Regions from separate parts of the Bicyclus anynana genome. Here region 2 is linked to region 1. The links are chromatin contacts, called in public Hi-C maps. All regions are on one chromosome and are shown on one strand. Each heading gives the region's core, a stretch centred on a gene start, on an enhancer-like site or on the middle of the called end of the contact. The rest is flanking DNA. Distances are from core to core; before and after follow the strand shown.

Region 1 (5,826 bases), core at 2,455-4,954:
AAAAATAACTATAACTTCATTATGTTAAAAAAAAGGTCTAAAAAGGACTTCTTGTATTGCGCAGCATAATAATTTAGAAACGTCAAAAATATTGCATCCGACTATACACGATTAAGTACCAATGCAACTTGACGGGCTTCTGGTGTTACGAGTATAGTATGGTGAAATTAAATTCTACTATTAGATGATAATAGTGAAGACCGATCGAAGACTTAACGTGTCAGAAGCACGAAGGTTGTGTCAGCACCAACTTATTAGATAACAATACTGTTCTTTAAAACCTGTTTTTGGCGCCACTCTATATAACGCTATTCAACGTAGTTTATATACAGACTAGCGGACCCGGTCAGGCTTCGCTTTGACTTATGTGCACTTCTTCCCTATCCCTACTCTAACCCTACCCCTCCCTACCCCTACTTCTTCCGCTTGACTCTTAAACATTTGTATGAGAAATCCGCTTGACTCTAAAACATTTGTATGGGAAATAGAAAACGGTTGTTTTTATGGTTTTCCCGGCAATTATTCTGATTTTTCTCACCTTTTAAACCTTCTCTATACCTCCACGAACATTTCAAAACCAAGATAAGATAAATCTGTTCAGCCGTTCTCGAGTTTTAGCGAGACTAACGAACAACAATTCATTTTTATATATATAGATTAATGTTTCTCTATAATTCTTCACATATAAAAATGCATATGAAAATGTCACTCAAGGTGGGTAGGTAGTTCCGGCCCTTAACGTGGAGATTTTACCCGTTGCCAAGGTAGCACACGTGCAGGGTCGTCGCCTCGCCCGCTCTGCCTGGCCAACCCATAGAGTTCCTAATAAAAAGGAAATAGAAATGACGTATCTATTTTTTAAGTACCTAATAACTAGGTGACCCGGCAAACCTTGTAAATTATTCACTTAATGGGCAAAGATTTTATACTACTAGACAGGTCACTAGCGCGTTGATACTGAGGCGGACAAAAGTGGCTAATTGTGTTTATTTGGTTTAGGTTCATTGCAAACGAGGAAAGTTATTTAAATAAATAATAACTAAATATTGTCTACAATGTCGAGTTGTGTGTTCAAGAAATGTAAAATTGTGCATCATCATCATCATTACCAACCCATATTCGGGTCACTGCTGAGCTCGAGTCTCTCCCTCTCTCTCTCTCTCTCAGAATGAGACGGGTAAGGCCAATAGTCAATCAGACTGGCCCACTGCGAATTGGCAGACTTCACACACGCAGAGAGTTAAGTAAATTCTCTGGTAGGTATGCAGGTTTCCTCACGATGTTTTTCCTTTGAGATACGTGATATTTAATTTCTTAAAACGCATAAAAAGAAATGACGCACACGGCGAAATGTTTCTGCTACACTGGATATGGTTTCCATATTAGTTTGTAGTGGAATACGCACGCCATTTCTAAAGCCTGATTATTGAGATGTCTATGGCGCTACCGTTGCGCTCAGGGAATCATAAGCGTCAGGTAGTCGCGATTATGCTAAAGCGCTTAAGCTCCACGGAGTTATACTTCTTGTAAAGATTTACTAACTGTGGTGTTAATATAATGTATGCCAGACATTATTATAATTTATTAAATCACATACCTAACCTAATTCAAAATTCGAGGCATGAGAGCCCAGTGGAAATGACGTCTGCCTTCGATTCGCAGGGCGTAGGTTCGAATCAGGTCCGGGATATGTACCTCCAACTTTCCCGTATCCCAAAATAGTGAAGGAAAAAGCATCATGAAGAAACCTGCATATAGAGTTTTCTTAATTATCTTCGTGTGTGAAGTCTGCCAACAGGCATTGGGTAGCGTGGTGGACTATTAGCCCAACCCCTCTCATTCTGAGAAGAGACTCGTGCTCAGCAGTGAATCGACTATACGTTGATAATGATGATGATGAATTCAACATTCATATATTACAAGCACTAGTGACTACGACTATAGTATAATGAATTAATAAGAAATGCCGACATACTTAAAAATTGTTTATTTTAAAAAGCCAAACATTTTTATAGTTTCATCATCATCATCATCATCATCATTAACAGCCGATGCACGTCCACTGCTGGACGAGATAAAATAAATAAATAAATATACTTAAACAATACACATCACTATCTACATAGATACTACAGTCAAGCGTTAATTTAAAAACATTGGTAAGGGGCCGTTCGAATATTACGTAAGCAGAAGCATTACAATTATCCCCTCCCCATCCCACTTGTCAGCAAAAGTCAGCAGAACTCTTATTCCCCCTCACATGCTTACGTGAACTTATTAATAATTTTACTTACTTATGCATTTTTTTATTTGCGTCAATCTCAAAAAATGCGTTTCGTTTTCAGACAGTGTGTGTGCTGACGTAATCATCATCTCCCCCCCCAACATGTGATCAAAATTAAGCAAAGCAAGGACCCCTCGCCCCCTAACGTACTTACGTAATACTTGCACGTTAAGTACATATTAAGTAGGTAGGTGTATACCAACATGAAAGAATAAACTCAAACAGTGGTAAAAAGAAACTCAAATAGGGACATTCGTGTTGTTGACTGATGATCCAATAAAGAACGCGGCGTCTCAAAGTGAAATGGGACCAAATACTCAGGTGCGGCCACGATCCGATACATTGTGACGCGACGCGCCGAGCGCCGAGCCCGCAGTCACAAAATAGAATTAAAACGACCACAATGCAACGCAGCGGCCCTTACAATACAGACAACGAAACTAAATCCCACCGAAACGCTTCAGGTGTTCGGTCGGTTAATGCCAAGGTTGTTCACTGAGAACAAAAAACATTGCAGTAACTATTTATTTATAATGTTTATGTAGGTACTAACCTAACTGGTTTTAAAAATATAAGTATCATGACAATACTTTTTTTGTGTGTCAGATTAAATTGCTAATTAATTTATGTAGTTAAATATCGTCAGTATGAGATCTCACAGTGCATCAATGAATTTTTTTTTATACATGTACCTAAGGATAACTGACATGTTAGCAAAGGGCATTTGAACCCTTCTTTGAACTTCTATGAAGAAAACTGAAACTATATGTTTTCGGCGTTTATAGGTATATATTTATCTTATTTTTTCTGAGTTTCTGTAAAAGACAGGTGATGTAGGATTTAGGTACAGTGGATGAGTCCAAGGTCCTAGTAGTAGTCCAAGGCACGAATAAAAATTTGTTTTTAAACACGCCTTTTTTCATAATTAAATTAGTGTAGATGCCTACCCACCTCCATTTAGGACGATCTCCACTACCATACATCGAAATATACCTACTATACATAAGTACATAACAAAGCCTTGTGTGGGTATGAACTAGGTATGAATGTAGTAATTATAACTAAACGTTATCATGTTTTATTTGGCAGGTAGTTAATATATTAATAATAACAATATTATTAAATCACTAAACGCCACTTTTATTTTTAAATTAGTATGGTTTGAAAAAGGCCGAAACGGCGCATTATTATTGGTTCCGCCATCTATTGGCTACTAATTTAAGTAGTCGGATCTAAATTCTAAAATTATCACTAGATGTCACTGGTGGAGTACTTTTTGCAGAGCCATCTATTGCCTAATAGTTTAAAAGTTAGCGCCATCTATTGATAAATAGCTGATTTAATTTTATTTAATAAGATTTATATATGGCAACACTACACTTATATATACTGACGCTTTGTCAGAAAATCCTCTTTTTTGATTGGTTAGTTCAATTATAACATCCTTGCTATTCGTGAAATGGGTGTTCAAGCGTCTGTGGGAGCAGCGTCCGCCATTTTGCGGCTGTTGAAAGCAGAAGCCGGTGGTGAAATAAAATATCTGGCCGCATTGCGGCAATCGGTTACTTATTCTATGCAAGTAAGTATTCTAATATTTTAATGTACCGAATACTGAATTTTCGTGTGAATATTTTGCACTATATGGTATCTCCTCGGCTAGATTTAAGTGTCAGTCGTGGTCGTATATTTAGTGCTAAAACAAATATGCTCACCCATTCGAATACACAATCCTATTCTGTTTTCGTTAGTTACGAGCCTAACAACCCATACTCGCTTATGATTCTAAAGTTCGCAATATTTTTTAGAGTTTATAAAAGATCGCTTCGTTTCAGAGTGAATAAGGCCGATCCAAGATGTATTTGTATAACCTAACACTGCAAGGGTCTTCGGCCATTACGCACGCCGTCCACGGTAACTTCTCCGGCACAAAGCAACAGGAGATTATAATATCGCGTGGGAAAACGTTGGAAATGCTCAGACCGGATCCTAACACCGGCAAAGTTCATACGCTGATGAAAGTTGAAATATTCGGCGTCATACGTTCAATGATGTCGTTTCGTCTCACCGGCGGCACTAAAGGTAATTGACATTGTCTGCAACCCACGTGGTCATTGACCCCGACTTGATTTAGGTTAGGAAAGTGCTTCGACCCCCCCTTGTGAGTAATTATAACCCTTAATTACTCGCAAAGGGGGTTCGAAAGAAACTCTAAATACATTATTTATTTTATTAACGTAACGTTGGTCAGTGGTTTGCCTATAGGTCATGACTTCATGAGGTGTTGAGTTCAAATTTTTGGTCAGGCTATGAAATATTTAGTTTATTTCTTACAAAAGGTATTACAAAGTCTAACATTAGCACCTCGAGGCCGCCAATAGAATTTGAACAGCATTGTCAGCTTCAAATAAACTTCAAGGAAAGATGCCGAACTGTCTTCATTTATTTCTTCCTCCAATTGCTAAAGCTTTTAATATAAAATAAAGTATTGTAATGAAATTTGTAATATATGGTAAGAAATTTCAAATATTGAATAAATTAATATGTAACAGCTGAAAGTGCTCTTTCAGTGGGCTATTATGAATGATTTTCAATTTAAAAGATGATCCTATCGGAAGGATTTCTTTACTGGATATCGTTCAATTCATTAATTGTGGATATTGCATTGTCTTGCTCCATTGCCTTTTAATAAAGGTATATGGATTAACTAGATGCATAGACTGAATCCAACGCGTCGCTCTTTGCAATTGAAAATAATTGCAGGGATGTTCGTGTTTTTGGTACATTTCAGTATACAAGAAGTTTTCTATAATTTCTACCTTTGCTTAAACTAGATAGAATTGCTTGAACACATTCTTTATTACAGATTACTTGGTAGTTGGATCAGATTCTGGACGTATTGTGATATTGGAGTACATTCAAGCAAAGAATATTCTAGAAAAAGTGCACCAAGAAACATTTGGAAAATCAGGTTGCCGGAGGATAGTACCAGGACAGTATCTAGCTATTGACCCTAAAGGCAGAGCTGTTATGATTGGTAAGAATTTATAGATTTTGTATCCACTTTACTTTTTTATTATTTTAAAAAATGTATGATGAAAAACAATTATAATGATTTTAATTATCTTGTTTGCATCATGGTTATATCAAAAATACATAATACAGCTAATGACATTAAAAATAAGCTCTAAATTCAGCTTATAAAATGAAATTTTAATAATTAAGATTATGTCTATAAAAGAATGCTCAAAGCTCTACACTGCAAATGCATTGAATATATTTCACAGAGACACACTAGAAAGGTCTATGTCCTTTATAGTTGGACATGGACCTTTCTGATGTCCATAGATCCTTTTAATTAGATTAGATATTAGTTACTATGGTCAGCCAGCTTGTTATAACTTATATTATTCTTTTAGGTGCCATTGAGAAACAAAAACTAGTGTACATTCTAAACAGAGATGCAGAAGCCAGATTAACCATTTCCTCCCCACTAGAAGCTCACAAGTCCAACACCTTAGTTTATCACATGGTGGGTGTGGATG
Region 2 (6,103 bases), core at 2,843-5,342, 280 kb before region 1:
TTTTACTATAAGAATTTAAAAATAAGTGACTGTCAGACTAGCTGTCAATGTTAAATTGACGTTTCTTTTTTTTTAATTTTATTTATTGACAAATGACACTAGACAGTGACAATCGTGACAAATTGACAAATAATGACAATTGACATCAATGACATTGAAGTTTGAAATTGAACTCCATTGAGTTCTCCACTGTAATATTTATTGTAGCCAATATTAATTTTGTTTACTAATCATGAAATAATATTAAAACAAAGCTTAAAATAAATGAGGTAATATAATCAGCAAATCTTTTTTAACATGTGCCAGTTGTAGATGGAAGTTATTTAATAAAAATGCTGCCCGGTATCGGTGTATTCGGGACTGGCTCTGTAGCTAAAGTTTTGGTGCCGTTCTTGAGGGAAAAAGGATTCCCAGTGGAAGCAATATGGGGTGTGACTCTACAGGAAGCTGAAAACACTGCAAAAGAGCTCAAAATACCATTTTTCACTAACAAAATTGATGATGTCTTGTTGAAGAAAAACGTTAACTTGGTCTTCATTGTGTGTGCACCGAATTTACACGCTCAAATATCTGTGAAAGCCCTCGGTATTGGTAAACATGTTGTGTGCGATAAGCCTGCAGGTTTGTGCCAGGCGGAGGCATTGAAAATGGTGCGAGCTGCACAATACTATCCCACCCTTATATCAATAATTAATCATTCCCTCAGGTTCCTGCCCGCATTTAGTCACATGCGAAAATGTATCCTAGATAGTTACCTCGGCAATCCAAACGAGCTGACATTGATAGATGTTCGAGTACAAATGGGATCATTACTGGGTGAAACCTTTAATTGGTTGTGTGATGACACCATGGGTGGTGGTACACTAACATTGGTTGGCAGCCATGTTATAGACTTGGTTTCCTATCTCAGTGGCCAGAAAGTCATGAAAGTGCATGGTGTCCTAAGAACATTTGTAGAGGAGACATCTAAAGTTAATGGTATCAGAAAGATTACAGCACCAGACTTCTGCACTTTCCAATTACAGATGGACAAAGGATTGTTAGTGACTGCAACATTGAACAACCATTTGCCGGGGCCATGTTTCAATCAAGAAATCTATGTGTGTAGTAAAAATGGCTACTTAGTTGTTCGAGGTGGTGATCTACATGGCAGATTACATAAATCAAACCCTAAAAGTATAATAGAAGAAGAAGGGAAAAGGCCTCATGAAAAAGAAGAAGTAATTTATGTAGATATTGAGGACTTAAGTTGCGCGTCAAGTGTAATACCCAAGCCATATATTAAAGGGCTTTGCAAGATGATAAGTGCACTTAAAGAGGCCTTCTTACCTGTAAAGGAACAAATGGACTGGATAAAGGAGCCAGTTAAAGCCGCAGCAACATTTGAAGATGGACAACGAGTCCAAGCGACAATGGAAGCATTGCGACAGTCTAATGAAGATGGCTGTTGGAAAACAGTACAATTATTAACTGAACCACCTGATCCTAATCCAGCACTGTCTGCTGCAGTGAGACGAACAGCGATATCTCTGCAGTAATCTCATTAGTGTATTAAAATGCCATTATTATGTACCTTTTATATTTTAGCTTATACAAATTAGTACATAAATATAATTCATTTTATAACATTCCTAGTTTATAAGACAAGTTGTGTAAATCATTTTTAATGCATAAATAAGTTTTACTAATTGCATTCCTTAAAAACTGGAACATTGTATTTTATGTCAGTTTTTATTTAAAATATCAGTAGAGAATCTAGGCCAGTTGTGATGTAATTGTTTGTAAATATCACTGTCAGGTTTATTACTGTTACAAGTGCAAAAGAATGATTGAAGTGATCAATTAGTTTAATCAGTATTAATTAAAGCTATATTAATAAATGCCTTAAACAAATGAGAGTAAAATGCCTTAATACTTCCTATTTTATTATTTATCTGAAAATATATCCTACATCAGTAATCCATAAAATAGTTTTGAGTAATCACAATAATAACAATACATAAAAAAACATTTGCTTTGCATTTGCTGTTACTAAAAGTACATTTACTTGACATACAGAGATGAAATTTGGCAGGGAGGTAGTTTGTAGTTAGTAGAAGTCTGCTGAGAATGGATTTTGCGCCAGGGCCGGTATAAGGAAGGATTGAGGGTGGACAAAGTGACAGGCTTCTGTTAATATTGGATATTTATTTATGTGAACATATTATCATTATCATGATGTTACTGCTAAAAGTAGGCCTTTAATGTACTTACAAACAACACAGTCAAGAGTTGCCCGCATCCAGGACCTCCCTGTTATTGTTTGATTATGATTACTTTGTTTTTTGTTACTTATGATTGATTTGTTTGTTCATTTTCTTGTTTGTTAAGTTTGTTGGTAATAGAAAAAAATATAATTAAAAAAAATACAGTTTCAAATGTTACTTTACTGCTTTTATACACCGACAAACGTTTTGCCTTAGAAAGGGTAAAAATATTCATTATTCTTCATTCATTAGGCCAATTATTTAACCAGATCCTTATTTATACATCATTATCATTTCCACATAATCTTAAACAGGGTATATAGGTACCCTGGGCAGACGTATAGGCTGGTACTCATTCCCCTTTGGGAGCCTTCTGACATCATCTATACCAAAGTCTACAATAATATTAAATTGCTTTGAGAAAATATAGGTATTGCCCTGAACAGCCCTTTGCAACATTGTTGGGTGCATATATTAAATAGATTAAAAGTTACATCAGGACCTCAAATCTGAAACATATTACCCATTTTACTTTCACAGCGAACTATGAAAGAATATAATCACTATGTTTGGGAACTGTATGTAAATCTAAAAGTAGATTTAAAATTCTAGATTGTTCCTCTTTCATTTCTTTGACATGTAATCATATGACAACTTGTGGCATGTAGCGCGCCAAGTGCTGCCTAAATATTTTGGATTGGATCCAGAGTAAAACAAAGTACATATAAAAAGTACATATAAAGTACATATAAAAAGTACATATAAGTAAAACGAAGTACATATAATTTTTAAATAACAATATGAGTTTTATTCTGTATATAATAATGATATAAAATTACTATAAGAATTTTTGATAAAATTAATAACTAAGCTCTAAGTTGTAACCTAAAAATAATATTGTACCTAATAAACTGTATAGTTAATAGTCGCATGCTGCAATGAAATTAAAGTTGTCTTGAGATCATCATCTCCATTCCCTTATCCCACTAGTCGGAAAACTATGTCATACTTTTCCATTAATCTCTATTGCTCGTCAACTCATCATCCACTCCCTTTACACACATGTTCTCTTTCACACAATCCAGCCATCTCTTCTTTTACATATAACAAAAATTGATTTGCAATAGTGGTTTCATTTATAGTTAAGTGCAAAGTGCAATTTCAAGATAACCTATAACATTGCATCATTGTTATTCAGTGTAAGTTGTTAGTGTGTAAGGTATAGAGGTAACAATGAATACAACCAGTTTTATAACATCGTTATAATAAATGCAAAGACAACATCATGTTCCACAGCAATGAACATATTACACAATCACATCATGTTCAGACACTACAATAACTAATTAACCAATAATTCGAACCGCGGGAAATTAAAACTAACACTAAAATTAATTCTCAATCTTCGCTAAAATATCAGATTCTCTAAAGAGATGGTATTCCTTTTCATCATTTTCTAAGCTAACTTTGGTGCCGCCATACTCGGGTAGCAAGACTCTGTCTCCCACCTTTACGAGGATGGGGATGAAGTCTCCGTTGTCTTTTCTTGAGCCGGTACCCACAGCCACAACTTCTCCGTGGAGCACCTTAGATTGTGCTTTTTCTGGAATCACAATGCCTCCTGCAGTTTTCGTGATTGCTTCCGCTCGTTTGATGAGTACTCTGTCCAGCAAGGGAATTAACTGTTTCACTACGTTGGACATTTTTAGGAGTTTTATCTTCTATCAGCACGAAACTTATAACAAATGAATAGAGATTTTATTTTGTGACTTTTGAGTTAAAATCTAGAATATTCGTAATTTGTACGCCGGTCAAACTGGAATTCCTGCCATGTGTTTGTGGTGTTGCCACATTTTAATACATTTTTATTTATAATTTGTTGATTTGAGTCAAAAATAATTAAAATTATAATAAATCTTTGAATAGAAGTTTATTTTATTCAATTTTAAATTTTTTTAATTATTTTTTTGCTGCAGGTTTTCCTTTATAAAAATTTCAATCGCAGCGCCATCTAGTGTCTAGTAGCTAAGAAAATTTATCCAAGAAAATGTTACTGCAAAATGTTTTAAGATGGCGTTGTTTTACTAAATGAAAAATATCTCAATAGATGTCGCTACTAGTACTCAAAGTAAAGATTTCTGCAGAAATAACTTATCTTTTCTTTATCTTTATAAAATTATGAATATCAATATAGACTAATCATGCATGGTATCTTCAACGGACTGCCGAGCCGAATTATTTTTCCAAATGGTTTATTTAATGGGTTCTGTTTAGACGTCTCAGGTAAACCAATAAGTCACTAACACTAGGTACCCTTTTCTTTATTATGCGTAGGTAATTATGGAACTTATTGTAGAGATATAACTATATAGATACTCTTTATTGTTGAGGTCGGCATCGTGGCTTTGCAATCGCGTCCGCAATCGTCAATGGGCGCCGCGCCGTGAGCCCGTGACCATCGCAGGAATGTGCGCCGGCGCCGGCCAGTCTCAGACACACCTGCGCGCGCAGCATTCACCCACACTAGTGTTGGGTAGGACATGACTTGAAAAAGAGTTTGTAAGTGTTGCCTCTTTTTTGTACCGAGGCAGTACAATGTCCCACTTCAAATGAGGCGAGGCGTACTGAAGCTTGGCACTACATTTGAATTTTGAAGTAACGAATACAAATGTCATATTTGAACTTTGTTTGAAGCAACGTGTACAAATGTCATGTTTGTACTAGTACAATAATATAGCTTAGTAATCATAGATTTACGATTCGGTACAAGTATTCTATGTTAGTAATAGTTTGTCTTACATACTGATATTAAATGCCAAACTTATTTTTAACCTATATAAAATAGATCGATTCACCTTGGTTATTATATTTCAGTTTTAAATTATTAAGTAATTTTTATTTTTATAAAATGTCAATTGAATAAATCCAAATTCAAAAAATAATATTTCTAAACGCATCGTATACCTACTATTTCCGTCGCGTTATGGGATATAGTACAAAATTATATGACAGGACCACAGAATGACGTCCCATTCGACTTTTGTACTATACTAATAGCATTAACAACTGAGTCTTAGGGCCATAAATCATTTCTCTATATCTATCTCGCTTGCACTTATGGGTCTTATGGAGCCGTCTAGTGAAGGGTGTAACAATGAAAGACATATTATCGATAAGTAAAGTTTATTATCGTATCTTGTTCACAAAATTAAAAAAATTAACAATATTTGATTTAATATAATACATATTTCATATTATATAATTATTAACTAAATAAAATTAATCTTCATCTGAGTCTTCATCATCAGAATCTTCGTCTTCTGCCAAATTTATTATATATTAGTATCCATAGTGCGCAACGAGTAACACATGAATGTATTTATTTAATTGCAGTAAACACATTTATAGCAAAAAAAATACGCAATGCAATTACATTAGAAACCGACCAATCAGAATCGTCCAAATCATTATTGACTCATCATTAGCACGTGCGCAGGTAGCCGTTTATCGATAATTAGGGTGCGCAGGTAGGCGCGCTGCACATTCCTATCTTTTTTGACTTCTATGACCGGACGACTCAGATGATAATGCGCATACTATAGTGTCTCGCTTTCTCTCGCGTACGGGTAAAGCAACTACCGCGACAGAAAATGTGAAGTAGTACATTTTTAAATGTTGAGCCGCTCTTACATTGTGACGTCATGTACGGGACAAATGTCCTGCCTCTTGTATGTCCTACTCAACGCTAACCCACACCACCGCAGAGGACAACTCACGCGAGCGGCTCGACCACGCTCGAGTCTCGACTATCTCAACTAGGGTCGTTGTAACCTTTGAACAAAATATCGATATGTTCG

What was found. Hi-C and Micro-C count contacts between places; a contact is called where the count stands out from the background.
Region 2: a contact with region 1 is called in a Hi-C map of whole body, with 7 times the contacts expected there. The contact joins the promoter of LOC112044716 here to the promoter of LOC112044702 in region 1. A contact is called at or near these places in 2 of 2 Hi-C or Micro-C datasets (whole body and whole larva).

The regions. Positions count from the first base shown.
Region 1 is chr15:5,679,516-5,685,341 of ilBicAnyn1.1, reverse strand. LOC112044702 (splicing factor 3B subunit 3) reads left to right here and starts at 3,704. Exons shown (of 17, transcript XM_024080624.2): 1 at 3,704-3,863; 2 at 4,117-4,363; 3 at 5,148-5,318; 4 at 5,701-5,826. The coding sequence starts at 4,138.
Region 2 is chr15:5,955,019-5,961,121 of ilBicAnyn1.1, reverse strand. It overlaps LOC112044716 (10 kDa heat shock protein, mitochondrial), which reads right to left and starts at 4,092. Exons shown (of 1, transcript XM_024080654.2): 1 at 3,494-4,092. The coding sequence starts at 3,949. The coding sequence ends at 3,638. LOC112044714 (glucose-fructose oxidoreductase domain-containing protein 1) reads left to right here and starts at 169. Exons shown (of 1, transcript XM_024080651.2): 1 at 169-1,921. The coding sequence starts at 333. The coding sequence ends at 1,538.